5 separate regions of the Mus musculus genome follow, and regions 1, 2, 3 and 5 are each linked to region 4. A link is a contact called in public HiCAR-type, HiChIP or PLAC-seq, capture Hi-C and promoter capture Hi-C data. All regions are on one chromosome and are shown on one strand. The core of a region is the stretch at or near the end of the contact, and the rest is flanking DNA. Distances in the headings are between cores, read along the strand shown. Region 1 holds the start of Mnt (max binding protein). Region 2 holds the start of 0610010K14Rik (RIKEN cDNA 0610010K14 gene). Region 3 holds the start of Sgsm2 (small G protein signaling modulator 2). Region 4 holds the start of Zzef1 (zinc finger, ZZ-type with EF hand domain 1). Region 5 holds the start of Smg6 (Smg-6 homolog, nonsense mediated mRNA decay factor (C. elegans)).

Region 1 (2,827 bases), core at 270-2,769, 2.0 Mb before region 4:
TGGCCAGCAACCAGAGCTGGAGGCCAACCCGACTCCAGGCCCCTCGCCAGCCCCGCCCAGACCCCGCCCCTAGGCAACCGCGAGGCGGTGAGGAGGGGCCGGGCCGCACAGTCCCCAGCGGGAGTGTCCCCCGTGCACGTGGTCGGGGGCGGGGCCTGACTACGTCAGCAGTCCGGGTAACCAACGGGCTTGGGACGCAGGCACACGCAACATTCCAGCCAAGAGCGGGTTTGAAACGCGCAGACACGCCACATTCCACACCGGCTAAAGCAGGGCAAGGCAGGGGGGCCTAGGGCTGCCCCCAGCGACCCGCGGGACACTCACATGCACCCAATCAGCGCAGCTCTCAGCCAAAGCTAGACGTGCGACCCAGCCCAGCTCTGGGAGGCGGGGTCAGGCGGGGCTGGCCAGGATCATAAGACACGCGATGTCATTTCATTCTGCAAAGGCCGCCTCCGCCCCAAGCAGCGCGTAGATCTGCCGGGAGCGCTCCCCGCACCCTCCAGCCCAGGCCAGGGAATCCGAAGAGCAGCTCGGCGTAGAGTATTCCCCACCCCCACTCAGTTACGCACACGCCCACTCGTGTGCTGTACAAACACACCCGTGTACAGGTCCGTTCATCCGCTCTTCCCCGGTTCCCATCACACATCATCTTGGTGCTCACACGCAAGCACACGCGGGTCTGCCACCCCCACACATCAACATCCCTCTCCCCATCCCCCGGTTCACACATCCTCAATGGTAGCGAGGGCGCCGCCCGCCCACAACTAAGGGGCCCCCCACTGAAGGTGTACGGGGGTGCCAGTCAGCTAGGGTGGTACCCGCAGAAACTGGGTCCTTCTTTGCATGTTAATGAATTCATTAATTATTTTCAACGTTCGCATCACTCCTCCCGGACGGCAGCTCTTGCGGGGAGTTTGTGCCCGGCTTTTTAGGTCGCGCCATAGAGGGGCCTCCCTGCGATTTCCAGTGGGTTCAGGGATCGGGGTCACTGGCCTCCCCTTCTGCCCAGTGCCCCAGGGGCCCAGCCGGGCCGCTCACCACGTGCTCTCTGTTGTTGCTGCGCTTGCCATTCCAGGAAGCGGGCCGCCTCCAGTAGCGTCTCTATGCTCATCGCGGCGAGAGCAGCCGGGGGCGCGCCGGGGCCGAGGCTGCGGCCCGCGAGCCAAGCACAGGTCAGGCTGGCGGGCCGGCAGGAGGGAGGGATCACCTCCGGGGGGCGACAGGGCTGGGCGGCGCAGCGCACTCCTCAGAAAAGAACGGGGGAGCACGGGGAGAAAAATCAATGTCTCCCAAAATATTTGCAAAATAAAAATTTGCAAATTAAAAAAATTTTGATGCAAAAAATAAAAAAGGCGGCACTGCCTTCTTCCTTCCTTCTTCCTCTTCCTCCCTTCCGATGCCTCCCGCCCCGCGGCCCCCGGAGTCCCGCCGACAAGAAAGGGCTTTGCAACAAGATGGCGAGGAGGCACCGACACACACAACAAGGGAAGGAGCCGCGCTGCCCCCGGCCGCCGCCCCCGCTACTACACCGGGGCCGCAGCCAAAGCCCGGACCGGAGCCCCCGCCCGCAGGGCCGCGGCGTCTCACTGAGGGCGGGGCCGCGCCAGGGATGGCCCCGCCCACCGCGCGCGCACACGTGGCTTGGGTGGGGGTGAGAAGATGGAACCAGGCTTCCTCGCTGTTTCCGCTTTCCCTACTTGCCCCTCCTCTCCGTGGCCAGCCACAAGTTAAACGGGGTTTGCGTGCTTAGGGCATTCACGGCGGGATCTGCCTTGCTGAGAGAATGGGAAGCCCAAGGCTTCGGTTAGCTGAGACAGCGGTGACACAGGTCAGGGAGACCTATAGTCTGACCCCTAGGTCTCTTCGCCCCACGTAGACACGACCTAAATCCCGCAGCCGTCCGGTCTGTCGCAATTCCCCCCGGGATCCGCCCCTGGGCGGAGCTGACAGCAGGCTGCTAGAGTCCTGACAGAGGGACGGGAGAGCTGATCCCGTTCCGGATTTTGTCTCTGTTCCTCCCCCCGCAGTGCGTTCGCATCCTATTAGGCTACATCACCAGGCCGCCCGCCAATGGGCGGGCAGGACAACACGGCATGGAGCAGCTCCACATGGACACCCCGCGCCGCCAGCCTTCGGTTTAAAGGGACAGTGTCTACAGGGTCGTATTAGCGGGTGCGGATAGGGCCACCGGGTGACGGAAGGGTGAGACACCTACAGGGGAATTCCGCAGTCCATCCCCTGCTTTACATTACCCTCCCATTCAAAACCAGGGCTTACTTCCCTTCTCCTAAATTCTTTGTCCACCGGTTTCTGATATGGGTGGGGACTAAAAGTGTGCCACTCTAGAGGGCACCTCGTTGTTGGGCCCCGGCACCAGTAATCAAAAGGAGAAGCGTCCAAAGCCCAGGCCGAGGAGGCGTGGCCTAAATCAGGAACAACAACGTGGAGGGCGGAAGCCGCGCGCTACCCTAGCGGCCCGCTGGGCGCGGGGCGGGGTCGCTCACTGTGTTGGGTTGGAACCGCGCACTCTCCTAAGCTCGCCAGTCAGTCTTTATCTTGGCTGCAGGGCTTAGGACTGTCCCTAGGTACAGTCAGAAAGATCTTTGAAGTCAGCTTGCCCAAATCATTGCACTTTGCAGGTAAGAAAACTGAGGCCCAAGTGAAGGGACTACTCCAACTGCTCCTTGTTCATTGAGCAACTCGTAGTCTAGTCAGACCTCTCTCAACCGCCAGCTGCCTCTTACCACCTCGGGTCCTCGCAAAAGTGAAGAACTATCAAACTGCAGTTCAGGAAGGGGGCTGAGCACTTACATCTTCTTGATTA
Region 2 (2,768 bases), core at 231-2,730, 2.6 Mb after region 4:
GAGTTGAATGGAGGCGAGGGTGAAGTGTGCTTGCCCCCGAAAACGGTAGCTGAGGCCTTGCTTCCCCAGGGCCCTCAAGGCCGCCACTTCCAGAAATATGAAGTGTTTCATCTCCATCTGCTCCCATGATAATGACGCGCCTCGGAGAGCTGTTTGCCATATACCTCCCTATACCCAGTCACTCTTCCCAAGGTCCTACCTCACGCCCTGTTCCACATGGCTGAGTCCGAATCCAGATACAACCACCAGATACAACTAGCCCTTTCTAGTTCATCTCTGGCGCAAGTGTTGGGCCAACATTAGACAGGGGAGGAGCCTAGGGAGCGACCAAAGAAGTAAGGTAAGAATTTGACAACCTATCTATTCCTTACTCTTCCAGATAATGCTCGGGATATTTTTCAATGTCCATTCTGCTGTGTTAATTGAGGACGTTCCCTTCACAGAGAAAGATTTTGAGTAAGTGGTCGGGTACTTGGGCGAGTTGGGCGTGGATGAGGAGTAGCATGGTTTGGGTTTATGGGGAGGACACTTCTGAAGACTGGACATTTGTGGCCCTAGGTTGGGGACTTCAAGAAGAGGGCTGCTCTCTACAAAGTAGTTGGGTGGCAGCACGCAGGGTCCTAGTTTCAATCCCCAGCGCGAGAGACAGAGACACAGAAAGGCATGTACTTAGGAGCAGTCTTGCAAGCCACGTTTCCATGGCTACCCAAGCCCACCAGCTTAGATGTGGCCTCTTCCAATATTTTGCCTTCCTGCTCCTTGGTCTACCTCTGTAAAATGGTTACCATGATAGAATTCATTTGGTATGCTTCTTGGGAAGACTAATAGGAGTTAAAGTGCTTTAGCATGGTGTCTGATGCATAGAACTTGCATATTGGATGCTCTGAATGGCTGACATTTCCCTGCTCGCTCGCCACCTTCAGGAACGGTCCTCAGAACATATACAACCTGTACGAGCAAGTCAGCTACAACTGTTTCATCGCCGCGGGCCTCTACCTCCTCCTCGGAGGCTTCTCCTTCTGCCAAGTTCGTCTCAACAAGCGCAAGGAATACATGGTGCGCTAGAGCGCGGTCCGCCTCTCCCTCCCCAGCCCCCTTCTCTATTTAAAGACTCCGCAGACTCCGTCCCACTCATCTGGCGTCCTTTGGGACTTGTGACCCTAGCGAGACGTCATCCCTGGCCCTGCAAAACTGCGCCCAGCCTCTGGAGGAGACCGAGGGTGACCGCGCCCCGTTCTGAACTACAATAAAAAGAAGCGGTTCCCCCTAAGCTTGCTGTCTGTGCTTTCAGGGAGGGGCGGGCCCGGGCTGGAAGGGGCTGAGACCGGCCTCATCGAGGAGTCCGGACCCTCCGACGGAAGTGGAATGAAGCTAGCCGGAAGTGAAGCAACGTCTTCCACCTCGTCTTCCTCCGCGCGGCGAGGCCCCTTGAGTGACTGGGGAGAGGTCGGGTCTCGGCCAATCAGCTGCAGGGAGGGCGGGACTTCCTGCGCGGGAGCCCGAGCGGCCGGCTGCCGGGCTCTCCGTGGTTTCCAGCTCGCGTGGTGGTGGTGGCGGCGGAGCGTCTCCGTGAGGAGGTGCGCGGGGCCATGACGTCAGCGTCCACCAAGGTTCGACCTCCCTCGCGGACTGCGCTCCCTGGCGGCCACGGGAGGGTGGGCCCCCTGCCTGGCTCCCGGCTGGTGCGCGCTGGGCGGGGGGCGGGCGGATCCGAGGCTGGGGTGGGACGGCGCGCTGCCGGCCCCCCGTAATGCTGCTCCGCCCCCAGGTTGGAGAGATCTTCTCCGCGGCCGGCGCCGCCTTCACGAAGCTCGGGGAGTTGACGATGCAGCTGCATCCAGTCTCGGACTCTTCCCCTGCCGGGTACGTGAGACCAGCCTAGGACCTGGACTCCGAGATCAGACGCTTGGACTCAAGTCACAGACACGACCCTCTCTAGAGCAGGGAGATAGAGTAATTCCCCTGTGCCTGGCCCAGCTCAGTGTAGGTGGTAATTGTTGAATTAGTGGATGACAGGTAAAGAGACTACCGAGGCCACAGCCCTCCACTGCAAACCGACAGAATGTCTGCCACCTACCCCAAGCCCTGTGGACTCCCTCAAACTGCTGCCACACATCTTTCAAGGGTTGTGTTTGTAAGGCCCCTACTTGTTTCATTGGTTTCCGTTGGGTTGTTTATGGAAGCTGTTACATGATGAAGTGATGTTTTCAAGTGGCCCTGGATGTAATTTCATGTGGCCAGCGATTTGTCCCCAGGGCTTTTTTTTTTTTAAAAGGAGGTCCTTTTTATGAATCTTTGAAAGGTGCCCCTAGAGACTAGGGGGAAGAGGCTGCTGGCTGTGGACGGAATAGCCTGTGGGCTGGTTCCACACATCCCTCTTCCACTTTTGTTATCACCCTTCTCCCCTTCCGACAGTGCCAAGTGGACGGAGACGGAGATAGAGATGCTGAGGGCTGCTGTGAAGCGCTTTGGGGACGATCTTAATCACATCAGCTGTGTCATCAAGGAACGGACAGTGTGAGGGAGGGTGGCTGGCAGAGAAAGGGGAGGGTGGGCAACTTTCTTCCTCCTGACCCATTGTTCTCTCTCAGAACTCCCAGCTCAGCATCTTTCCTACTTTGTTCCTAGTTTTGTTAGCATTTCCTTGAAGACTGAGAGACTGTCACTGTGGCAGTTGGTCGGAAGATCAGGAAATGCAGTGGTCACTAGGGCCTGCAGAGAACTTTATTTTCATGGTGCCCAGATACTCAGTGGTTGTGTTTGATGAT
Region 3 (2,700 bases), core at 116-2,615, 2.1 Mb before region 4:
CTATTCGGCTGAGCTGCCTCTTCAGCTTCTTGCAGAGGATTTTCGGTCCTACCCGGCCTGGAAGGCAGATCGGAAGTGGCTGCTCTTCTCCTCTCAGTCAAATCAACCAACAAGAACCTTCCTGCGCCGCTTAAGAGCCTTGGGCAAGGGTCCCAAGTCTAGTCTCGGTGTGGGCACGGGTACCGGCTAAGCAGCCCCTCTCCCTCCTGTCTACTCACCTTTGCTGTCCCGTTGTGCGGACCCACCGCCGTGATGCCGCCCGCCTTTATGAGCTTTATTCTGCTGCTTCAGCGGCCCGGAGCGGTGAGCCGCCATTCTGCAGTCCACGTGTGCACCAAGTGAACTCTACTTCCGGGCGGACCCGAGCGTTTCCGGCCCTGGGGACGGACTTCAGGCTTAGCACTTCCGCGACCTCTCGCGAGGTTTTTTGCCGCCAGCCTGCAAGCGCAGCGCCCTGAGTGTCCGCAGAGACGTCGTGGTGCCTTTTCCCACGCTGCAGTCCTCTGCTGAGAGATGGAGGATGCCGGCAGGAGTCTCCCGGCTCCGGCTCTGGATTAGGAGGTCAATTTTGCGCCCATCTTTCCATTTTTGCACGCTTCAGTTGCATCACGTGGGAAGAAATAAAAGTCTTTTCACGTAGACTATTGCACGCCGCTCTCTGCGGTCCCAGTGAACTGTACAAAGGGGTGACATTTGTACCTGAGTGGCCTTTCCTTTCCTCTATTACTCTAATTTCCAACGCGAAGCACTTAGAAGGGGCTCGTGTCACCGGCTCTGGAATGTCTCTTATTCCAACTCGCGCCCCCCTCTTCCCACAAATCTGCAAGATGAACCAAAGCGGATGTCGGCGACCCGGAGGAGGGCGAAGACTTCCCCTTGCGCTCGGGCACCTGTTCTTAGGAGCTCACAGTCGGGTCCTTGCTTTCCTCCTGCAAGCTTTGCGACTGAGCTGCAAGTAATATATGAACACTCCACAGGATCCGGAGGAGTGACAGGACCAGGTTCGAACCACAGTGACGCAGAGCCGAGACCCTGGCTCCGTATAGCTCCTCTCCCAGGGGCCAGAAGTCGGGAGCGGTCACGGTGGTTGAGGTTTGCCCAGACACAAGCACATTCCCAAAGTCCGCCCGCTGCGCGGCGCAGGCCGGAGCGGCTGACTTCCCAGCGCTCACAATGCGGGTTCGCGCCCTCGGGGCGGGAGCCGGCCAGTCGCCATGACAACCGTCCCTGCGGCGCGCGCCCGGCCCCGACGCCCCCAGGCGTCCGCACCCGCCCTTGACCCCCCCCCCCACCTCCCCAGTTGCGGCGCACACACCCCCTCCCTGCCGGCAGTGGGAAGGGGCCGGGCCTGCTGCCTGACGTCTGCGGGGCTCGGAAGATGGCTGCGGAGCTGAGCACCGGGCAGTGGCTGCGGCGGCTGCAGGCGGGGAGCGCAGCGGGCGGGGACTCCGCCTCGCGTGTGGGGCGCTGAGTCGGGAGGCGCGGAGGCGGTGAGGGCGCACCGGGGGCTCGGGGGGCCACTCGGTGCCACCTGCCCGCCACCTGCCGCACCATGGGCAGCGCAGAGGACGCGGTCAAAGAAAAGCTGCTGTGGAACGTGAAGAAGGAGGTACGGTCCGGGGCAAGGTCTCAAGGGGCTCGCACCCCTCCCGCGCTGGCTCGGGAGCAGAGAGGTGGAGGCACCCACGCGCGCGGCTGCCAGCCCACCGTGCCAGGCGGGGGCGGGGTCCTGGGCGGGCCGCGCCCCACGCCCCTCTCTGCATGTCCCGGGCAGCGCCCTCGGCCAGGGTCAGGCTTGCGCCCTGGGGCTTGTTTGCTCCACGGTGCTCCCGTTCCCCGCCCAGTGACGGCAGCAGCGCGGGGAGACCGCGATCGGGGGAGGGGTGGCGGCGATTGCTGGAGAACCCGAGTTGCCCATTCATTGCGGGTACTGCCCGGGGAGGGGGCGGGGTCCCCACGGGCCTCCTGGAGGCTGCGAGCCACAGTTCCAGGGGCTTCGCCCTCGGGTGTCCAACACACCGCCCTCTTGTGTTCCCCTGGCAAGTGAGTCGTGGCTAGCAGAGGGTTCGCTGCACACCTCACCGTTTCTCCCTCCACGCCCACCTCCTTACCCAGGAACTCGGGTATTTTTAAGAATGGTTTTTAAGACTCAGATTATTTTTGCCCTTTTGAGGGAAATCCTTCAGAAACAAGAGTTTCTCTCCACTAATTCCCTTTACCTTGACGCTGCTTAGAAGCTCATTTCAATTTCGGGGGTTGGGAGGGGGGGGCTGCTCATACGAATGACTCACCAGCTTGTGAAAGAGCCTGCAGTGTAGATGAGATGAGTGAGGCCTCCCTCCTCAGCCTGCCTCTCTAGCTGGGTCTACCAGGTGTGAACTATGGAAGGCAAAAACAAAACAAAACAAAACAAAAAACCTGTCTGCTTGTTCACTGTTTTGTTTCCAGAGCCTGGCACACTGGTAGGCACTCTAATAAATATAGCTGCTGATCCTGGAAACTGAGGTTTGGTGAGATAGTCTTGAGTTGTCCAGACTTACTTGAGCTTTACTTGTGAACTTGAGTAAAGTTACTTAAACTCAAGTCTTGGTTTCCTAGTTTCTTTTTAAAATAGGATAATACTGTTTCTCTCACATACATAAATGTATCATATTTTTTCATGCACCCTTGGAGTTTGACGGTGGTTTGAGAAGACTCTGG
Region 4 (2,700 bases), core at 62-2,561:
AATTTTACATGGCTTACTCATTAAAAACCTTTTGTCCTAACATTGTGGAATTAATAAGACTTCAGGGAGCAGGATAATAGGGACCTAAGGGAATGGGGTGGGAATCAAGAGGTTTGTGAGATACTCTCAACTTTGCTAGTGAAATGATTTATAGGCTAACTCTGGGTCAGTTTTTTCCAAACCATAAACCAAAATGTTCAGTAGAGATATGAGGAGAAATTTCATAAGTACAAGAAAACTAACGCTTCCCTATCAACTTTAGGTTTGATAAGGTTTCAAATGAGCCTGGAACAAGTTCTTCAATGATTTAAAATCCAGTGTATACTTGTTAAAAAAAAACAAACAAACAAAAAACAACCAACCAAACAAAACCTAGTATTTTATAGTCATGAACGGCTTGCAGAATGAGTCTTTTCAGTGTAATGTTACCCTCCTTCCACATTAGACTCAGATGGTTCTCTACAAGATTCCTGCACAGGCCAGTAAAACAGAATGGTTTTCATGGCCACTCCCTTGATCTTTGCACATCCTTTCTCGTAATTGTCTTACTCTGATAAGGTCCAGCAAGCAACTAAGCCTGTCAACTGCACAAATGTCTGCCTACCACATGCAGAGACTTTTTTTTGGCTTGCTCCTCTCTTCGGAACAAAGCTAATGTAGCCTGGACTTTCCACACCTCTAGTAAAGGCGAGAGACGTAGCAAAATTCCGTAGTGATGCACTCCGAAAGAGTTCGGACAACGCCATACTTCCATTCTAAGAACCCGAGGACCCTATGGCTTCCTGGCTGGCCTCCGCAAAGCAACCGCCCACCTCTTCAGGACCTTATTGGCGACCACCCTGCTCCCGCACCGCTGTCGCCAGCCAGCCAGCCAGCCAGCCCTGACCTCCTCGAACTGCTCGCCCGAACATCCAGCGCCGCGAGCCTCCAGCAACTCCCGGAACTGCTCCAGGGTGACGGACTCTTCACCGCGGCCCAGCCGCTCTTCCAGCCAGCGCAAGAGCGCGCCGTGGTGCCTCGACACCAGGGATTCGCAGGGAGGTGCGGGCCGCAACGCAGCCGCTGCCTCTCGCAGCCGAGCGGGTTCCAGGAGTGCAGCGGCGGAAGGCAGCACCGCGGCCGCAGGGCCGGGGCCGGGGGTCGTGCCAGAGTCGGCAGCCCAATCTTGATGTGGGCTCCAGCCCTCACCCCCTGCGGCCGCCGCTTCGTCTTCGCTGCTGTTACTCGGAGCGTTCCCCATGGGGTCTCCGTCTTGGGTGCTCGGAGGTGTCGCCGCCGCCGCCGCCTCCCAGCCACGACCTGTCAACCTCCGACAGCTCCTGGCGGGCGGGGACGGGGTGGAGACCACAGCGGCGGCAGTGACTTCCGGCTTCCTGGCTGTCGAGCGAGGCCTGATGTCGCAACGGAGCCGTCAAGCGGATTCCATTTGCTCACGACAGCTTAATGAAGCCCGGGAACCCACCCGTTAACGTATCCGTCTAGCCGCCTCTGCCGCCATCTTTGTTGAGGGCGGATAAACTGTAAGCCAGGACTTTTTGTTTGTTTGTTTGTTTGTTTGTTTTTTCTCTGTACTGTTCCCCTTTTCTGCTCCACGCTTCACGTTCAGAATCTAGGCTGGACAAGAAAAGAAGAAAGAGTCGGGGGCAAAAGAGTCAACTTTGCTGTGAAGTCTGTCAGTGTCGCGCTGCCGACGTCACGGCCGGCGTCTCTGCTGTCTTAGTGGTGGCTTAAGAGGTGGCTACCTCCGAAGCGTGTCTGGTGTGTTGCTGTATAGATGCTGAGGATATGCGGGCTTGGTGTGGTGCTGAGCCTGGCCGTGGCGGCGGTGGCTGTCATGGCCGTGTGGTTGATGGACTGGTGGGGTCCCCGCCCTGGTATTCGCCTCTTCCTTCCCGAGGAGCTAGCCCGCTATCGCGGCGGCCCAGGGGACCCGGGCCTGTACTTGGCACTGCTCGGCCGCGTCTACGACGTGTCCTCTGGCAGGAGGCACTACGAGCCTGGGGCGCACTATAGCGGCTTCGCAGGTATCGGCGAGGCTCTCACACCTTTTCCTCCTGCGTGGGCTCGTAGCCACGGCTTGCGTTCGTCCAGTAATTTATTCCTCCGCGCCTCGTCATCCCACATTCCTCAGACTGCTGCGGTGGGAAGGACACGGTCCTGGTTTGCAGCTTGGACGCAACTGTGCTAGTTATGTACCCTCCGACTCTGTCTGCTGCACTGTGTGACTGATTCGGAGAAAGATGTGTCTTGTTAGGTAGTGGTTACACTCAGAAGTCTACCTGGTCTCTAGAGCTACCGTGCTTTCAGGCTCTTTAGACTGACCCGAAATAACCTTTCCTCCGCCCGCCTCCGTTTCCCCTAATATAATATTTGAGTCTTTTTTAATTCTAGTAGATGCACTTGTCTGCTTTTCTTTAAAAAAAAAAAATGAGAATCAAGCGGGGAATGAAGTTAGAGCACAGGAAAGCAAGTATCTTTTGTAGTATTAAAATACCTACAATAAACCAGAAGTGGTGTTTTAACTGGAGTGGCTGAGACAGGAGGATCTCTTGAGCTACAAAGATCCATTGAGCCAGGAATTTGTGGCCAGGCTGGCTCTAAAACAACACGAAACAAAACTTCTGACAAAATTTGGTATATTAGCCTTCCTAAGAACATTTATCAAATTAACTCCATTCTGCTGTGCTCCCGTTACCCCTT
Region 5 (2,700 bases), core at 81-2,580, 2.1 Mb before region 4:
CCAAGTATTTATACACCTGCATCTATACCCACTTTTGTTTGGGGGATGGGGTGGGGGCGAAACTAAAATTTTAGGTTTCTGACTTGAAAGTTGGGTATGGTGGCATATGCATATAATTCCAGCACTCTGAAGGCTTCAGTCAGGAAAAGTATCCAAACTCAAGGCCAGGTTGGGTTACACAGTAAATTCAAGGCCAGTATTGGCTACAAGGTGAGACTTTGTCTCAAAAGAAAAACAAACACAAAATAAAAGATACTGCTGCCTTGGCAAAAGTTTAGCTTCTCCACCAAATGTGAACCAAGATAAAGCCGTTTAACCTCAGCACCCTGAGTAAACTTTTAAACTTAGTTTTGGGGCGGAGCCAGGAGAGGTGGTGACTACTATTTTCCAGAGGAGAGAGAGAAAACAGCCTGGTTAATCCAATTCAGTTGGCCAATAAAAACCAACCTCACAAATTCTAGCCACAATCCTAGAGAAGGTATCTTCTGTAACTGTCATCCTAAGCAACACTGGCTAATGAAGGAGACCAGACACCAAAATATTTCTCGCGCTTTTCTGATGCGAATGGAGACTGGCAAATTAAGCATTCTCTCTGATCACAACTGCTCCCACACACGCCAAGACCAAAACAAAACCGAGTCAGCTCTCTGAGGTCCTGGATCCCTCCAGTGGCCTAGCACTAGAAACCAGCCTTGGGGGGTGGGGGGGGGGGGTAAGTTCAGCAAAGGAAGTCCTAGCCTGTTAAGCCTTTCTCCTCAATTTCCCCAGCTCCTCCTCTCCGACGCGGAACGGAGGACTACGGAAAGGTACACATACACAGACTATTCTTTTGGGAACAATACGTCTCGGGGCCTCTACCGGACCCTAGCACCCAAGCCAGTTCGTGTCTCCTCCGGACTGGAACTCAGGCGCTGGCGTGAGAGGGTTAGGGCACCGGAGAACAACCACGGCGCCGCGCCGAGCAAGAGGGCGGAGGCTGAAACTCGCGCTTGGGCTCTGCCCCGAGGGCCCGAGGGAGCGGAGCGACAGCCTCGCTGTCTCCCAGGGGCCGCCGCAGGCCCGGGCGCACTGTTGGGGAAGGGGCGGGGGTTCGGAGCGCCGCGGACGGGGCGGGGAGGAGGCAGAGGAGAGGGAGGCGGGGCGGGCAGGCCCGGCCCAGCAGCTGGGCGGCGCAACTCACCTCTGCTCCCGGCCTGCGGAGCCAGAGTGGCCAGGATCCCTCGCAGTTCCGATGCGGAGATCCGCACACGCTCCAACCCCTCCGCCATCTTCGCGGCGGCTGCTACAGCTGCGGCGACTCGGCCACCGCCGCGCGCAGCCAGGAAACCACGACGGACGGGCGGCGCGCGCTCACCCACTCCCACCCTTTTCCCCGCCCCCCTCCTGCCTGCCCTCCCCAAACGACGGTGGCCGCACTGGGAGCAAAAGCATTCAGCACGTTCAACTAGGGCCTTGCCGGAGCGGGCGAATCGGCCGCGGAGACGGCGTGTGCGCGTGCGCAGAGGTGTAAAGCTAGGACGGTCCGCCGAGGCTCGGAGGTGGAGGCGCAGCGCTCTGGAGGCGAGGTGAGGCGCAGCCAGGTGTGACTCGCCCATGTCAGGTGGGCATTCGGGTCTAGGGATGCCAGTATTGCTGCGGTGACCACCGAGGACACTGCTTTTGATCTGGGGCTCGGATTGACGGAGACATCCTACAACCCGGCCTCCTCCGATCATTTTAGGCCGAAGTCTCCTTACCGTAGGCCTGGATTGTGGAGTTTAAATATCTTTTATTATTATCCCCATTACTGGTAAACGGAATCTCAGAGAGTGGAAGAAGTAAATTGCTCCGTGTATCGTTTGATTGTACCAGAGTACTAAAGTCTATGACAGTTCATCCCTAAGACTTGCTGGAGGTCGTTGTGTGGAGGTAAAAAAAGAAGGAAATTATTCGATCTGGGAATTACTGTTAGCATTGAGAATTTTTTAAAATTACTTTTTTAGTACTCAAGTCAATTCTCCCATCTTTACATCTTTAAATTTTTACTGATGCTGGTAAAAATAGCTCATTCTTATATTCACGGTACTTCAAAGGCTGTGGTGGGAGCATTGCAAGTTCAAGCCTGGGCAACATAGCACATTTGAGGCTAATCAAGGCAACATATTAGAAGACCTTGTCCCCCAAAAAGGAAGCAAAAAGTTAATTAGACTAGAAGATGGGTACTTTAAGCTCATTGACCATTAACTCCTATTAGAAACGGTGGGGTGGAGAAACTTCCTATCCAAAGACTGCCTTTCTCCAGTCTTTCCTTCTTCCCTGTCTCACACAGTCATTGACCCTTTAGACCTCAAAAAGTAATAACCAGTTATGCCTTGATCATAGTATAAAATATTTGATAGTACTCATACAGTTCCTGTTATGTGACAGATATTTCACCATCAAAAGAGAAAAATGCCGGGCGCACGCCTTTAATCCCGCACTGGGGGAGGAGGGGCCGGCAGAGGCAGGCGGATTTCTGAGTTCGAGGCCATCCTGGTCTACAAAGTGAGTTCCAGGACAGCCAGGGCTATACAGAAAAACCCTGTCTCGAAAAACCAAAAAAGAGAGAGAGAGAGAGAGAGAAAGACAATGACTGAGAAATAGTCAACAGCTCAAATGAATGGGTATAATTAATTAGAGTGGCCAGAACAAATGGCAGTTTTTGTCAAAAGATTTGAGAGG

The links. Promoter capture Hi-C pulls out the DNA fragments that hold promoters and counts their contacts. HiCAR-type assays count read pairs that join an accessible place to other places. HiChIP or PLAC-seq counts read pairs in DNA pulled down with a chosen protein or histone mark. Capture Hi-C pulls out chosen DNA fragments and counts their contacts.
Region 1: a contact with region 4 is called in an H3K27ac HiChIP or PLAC-seq map of extraembryonic endoderm stem cells, with 4 times the contacts expected there. The contact joins the promoter of Mnt here to the promoter of Zzef1 in region 4. A contact is called at or near these places in 4 of 39 promoter capture datasets (embryonic stem cells, hippocampal neurons, liver and 1 more), 2 of 484 Hi-C or Micro-C datasets (B cells and embryonic stem cells), 7 of 115 datasets of contacts at active chromatin or transcription factors (astrocytes, bone marrow-derived macrophages, embryonic forebrain and 4 more) and 2 of 9 other capture datasets (adipose tissue and liver).
Region 2: a promoter capture Hi-C map of frontonasal cranial neural crest shows a contact between it and region 4. The contact joins the promoter of 0610010K14Rik here to the promoter of Zzef1 in region 4. A contact is called at or near these places in 2 of 39 promoter capture datasets (frontonasal cranial neural crest and pre-B cells).
Region 3: a HiCAR-type map of astrocytes shows a contact between it and region 4, with 5 times the contacts expected there. The contact joins the promoter of Sgsm2 here to the promoter of Zzef1 in region 4. A contact is called at or near these places in 4 of 39 promoter capture datasets (cranial neural crest, hippocampal neurons, liver and 1 more), 1 of 115 datasets of contacts at active chromatin or transcription factors (astrocytes) and 1 of 9 other capture datasets (pancreatic islet).
Region 5: a capture Hi-C map of macrophages shows a contact between it and region 4, with 10 times the contacts expected there. The contact joins the promoter of Smg6 here to the promoter of Zzef1 in region 4. A contact is called at or near these places in 3 of 39 promoter capture datasets (cranial neural crest, frontonasal cranial neural crest and pre-B cells), 3 of 115 datasets of contacts at active chromatin or transcription factors (astrocytes, extraembryonic endoderm stem cells and stem cell-derived neural progenitor cells) and 1 of 9 other capture datasets (macrophages).

The regions. Positions count from the first base shown.
Region 1 is chr11:74,829,616-74,832,442 of GRCm38.p6, reverse strand. Mnt (max binding protein) reads right to left here and starts at 1,519. Exons shown (of 6, transcript NM_010813.3): 1 at 1,042-1,519. The coding sequence starts at 1,114.
Region 2 is chr11:70,236,626-70,239,393 of GRCm38.p6, reverse strand. It overlaps 0610010K14Rik (RIKEN cDNA 0610010K14 gene), which reads left to right and starts at 1,480. Exons shown (of 6, transcript NM_145758.1): 1 at 1,480-1,610; 2 at 1,769-1,863; 3 at 2,416-2,517. The coding sequence starts at 1,590. Rnasek (ribonuclease, RNase K) reads left to right here. Exons shown (of 3, transcript NM_173742.3): 2 at 380-456; 3 at 924-1,271. The coding sequence ends at 1,065. Gm40191 (a long non-coding RNA gene) reads right to left here and starts at 383. Exons shown (of 3, transcript XR_879979.3): 1 at 200-383.
Region 3 is chr11:74,895,734-74,898,433 of GRCm38.p6, reverse strand. Sgsm2 (small G protein signaling modulator 2) reads left to right here and starts at 1,365. Exons shown (of 23, transcript NM_197943.3): 1 at 1,365-1,609. The coding sequence starts at 1,553. It overlaps Tsr1 (TSR1 20S rRNA accumulation), which reads right to left and starts at 354. Exons shown (of 15, transcript NM_177325.3): 1 at 219-354; 2 at 1-57. The coding sequence starts at 315.
Region 4 is chr11:72,794,837-72,797,536 of GRCm38.p6, reverse strand. It overlaps Zzef1 (zinc finger, ZZ-type with EF hand domain 1), which reads right to left and starts at 1,311. Exons shown (of 55, transcript NM_001045536.2): 1 at 887-1,311. The coding sequence starts at 1,240. It overlaps Cyb5d2 (cytochrome b5 domain containing 2), which reads left to right and starts at 1,698. Exons shown (of 4, transcript NM_001024926.3): 1 at 1,698-2,024. The coding sequence starts at 1,775.
Region 5 is chr11:74,924,484-74,927,183 of GRCm38.p6, reverse strand. Smg6 (Smg-6 homolog, nonsense mediated mRNA decay factor (C. elegans)) reads right to left here and starts at 1,330. Exons shown (of 19, transcript NM_001002764.2): 1 at 1,181-1,330. The coding sequence starts at 1,268. Srr (serine racemase) reads left to right here and starts at 1,236. Exons shown (of 9, transcript NM_013761.5): 1 at 1,236-1,565.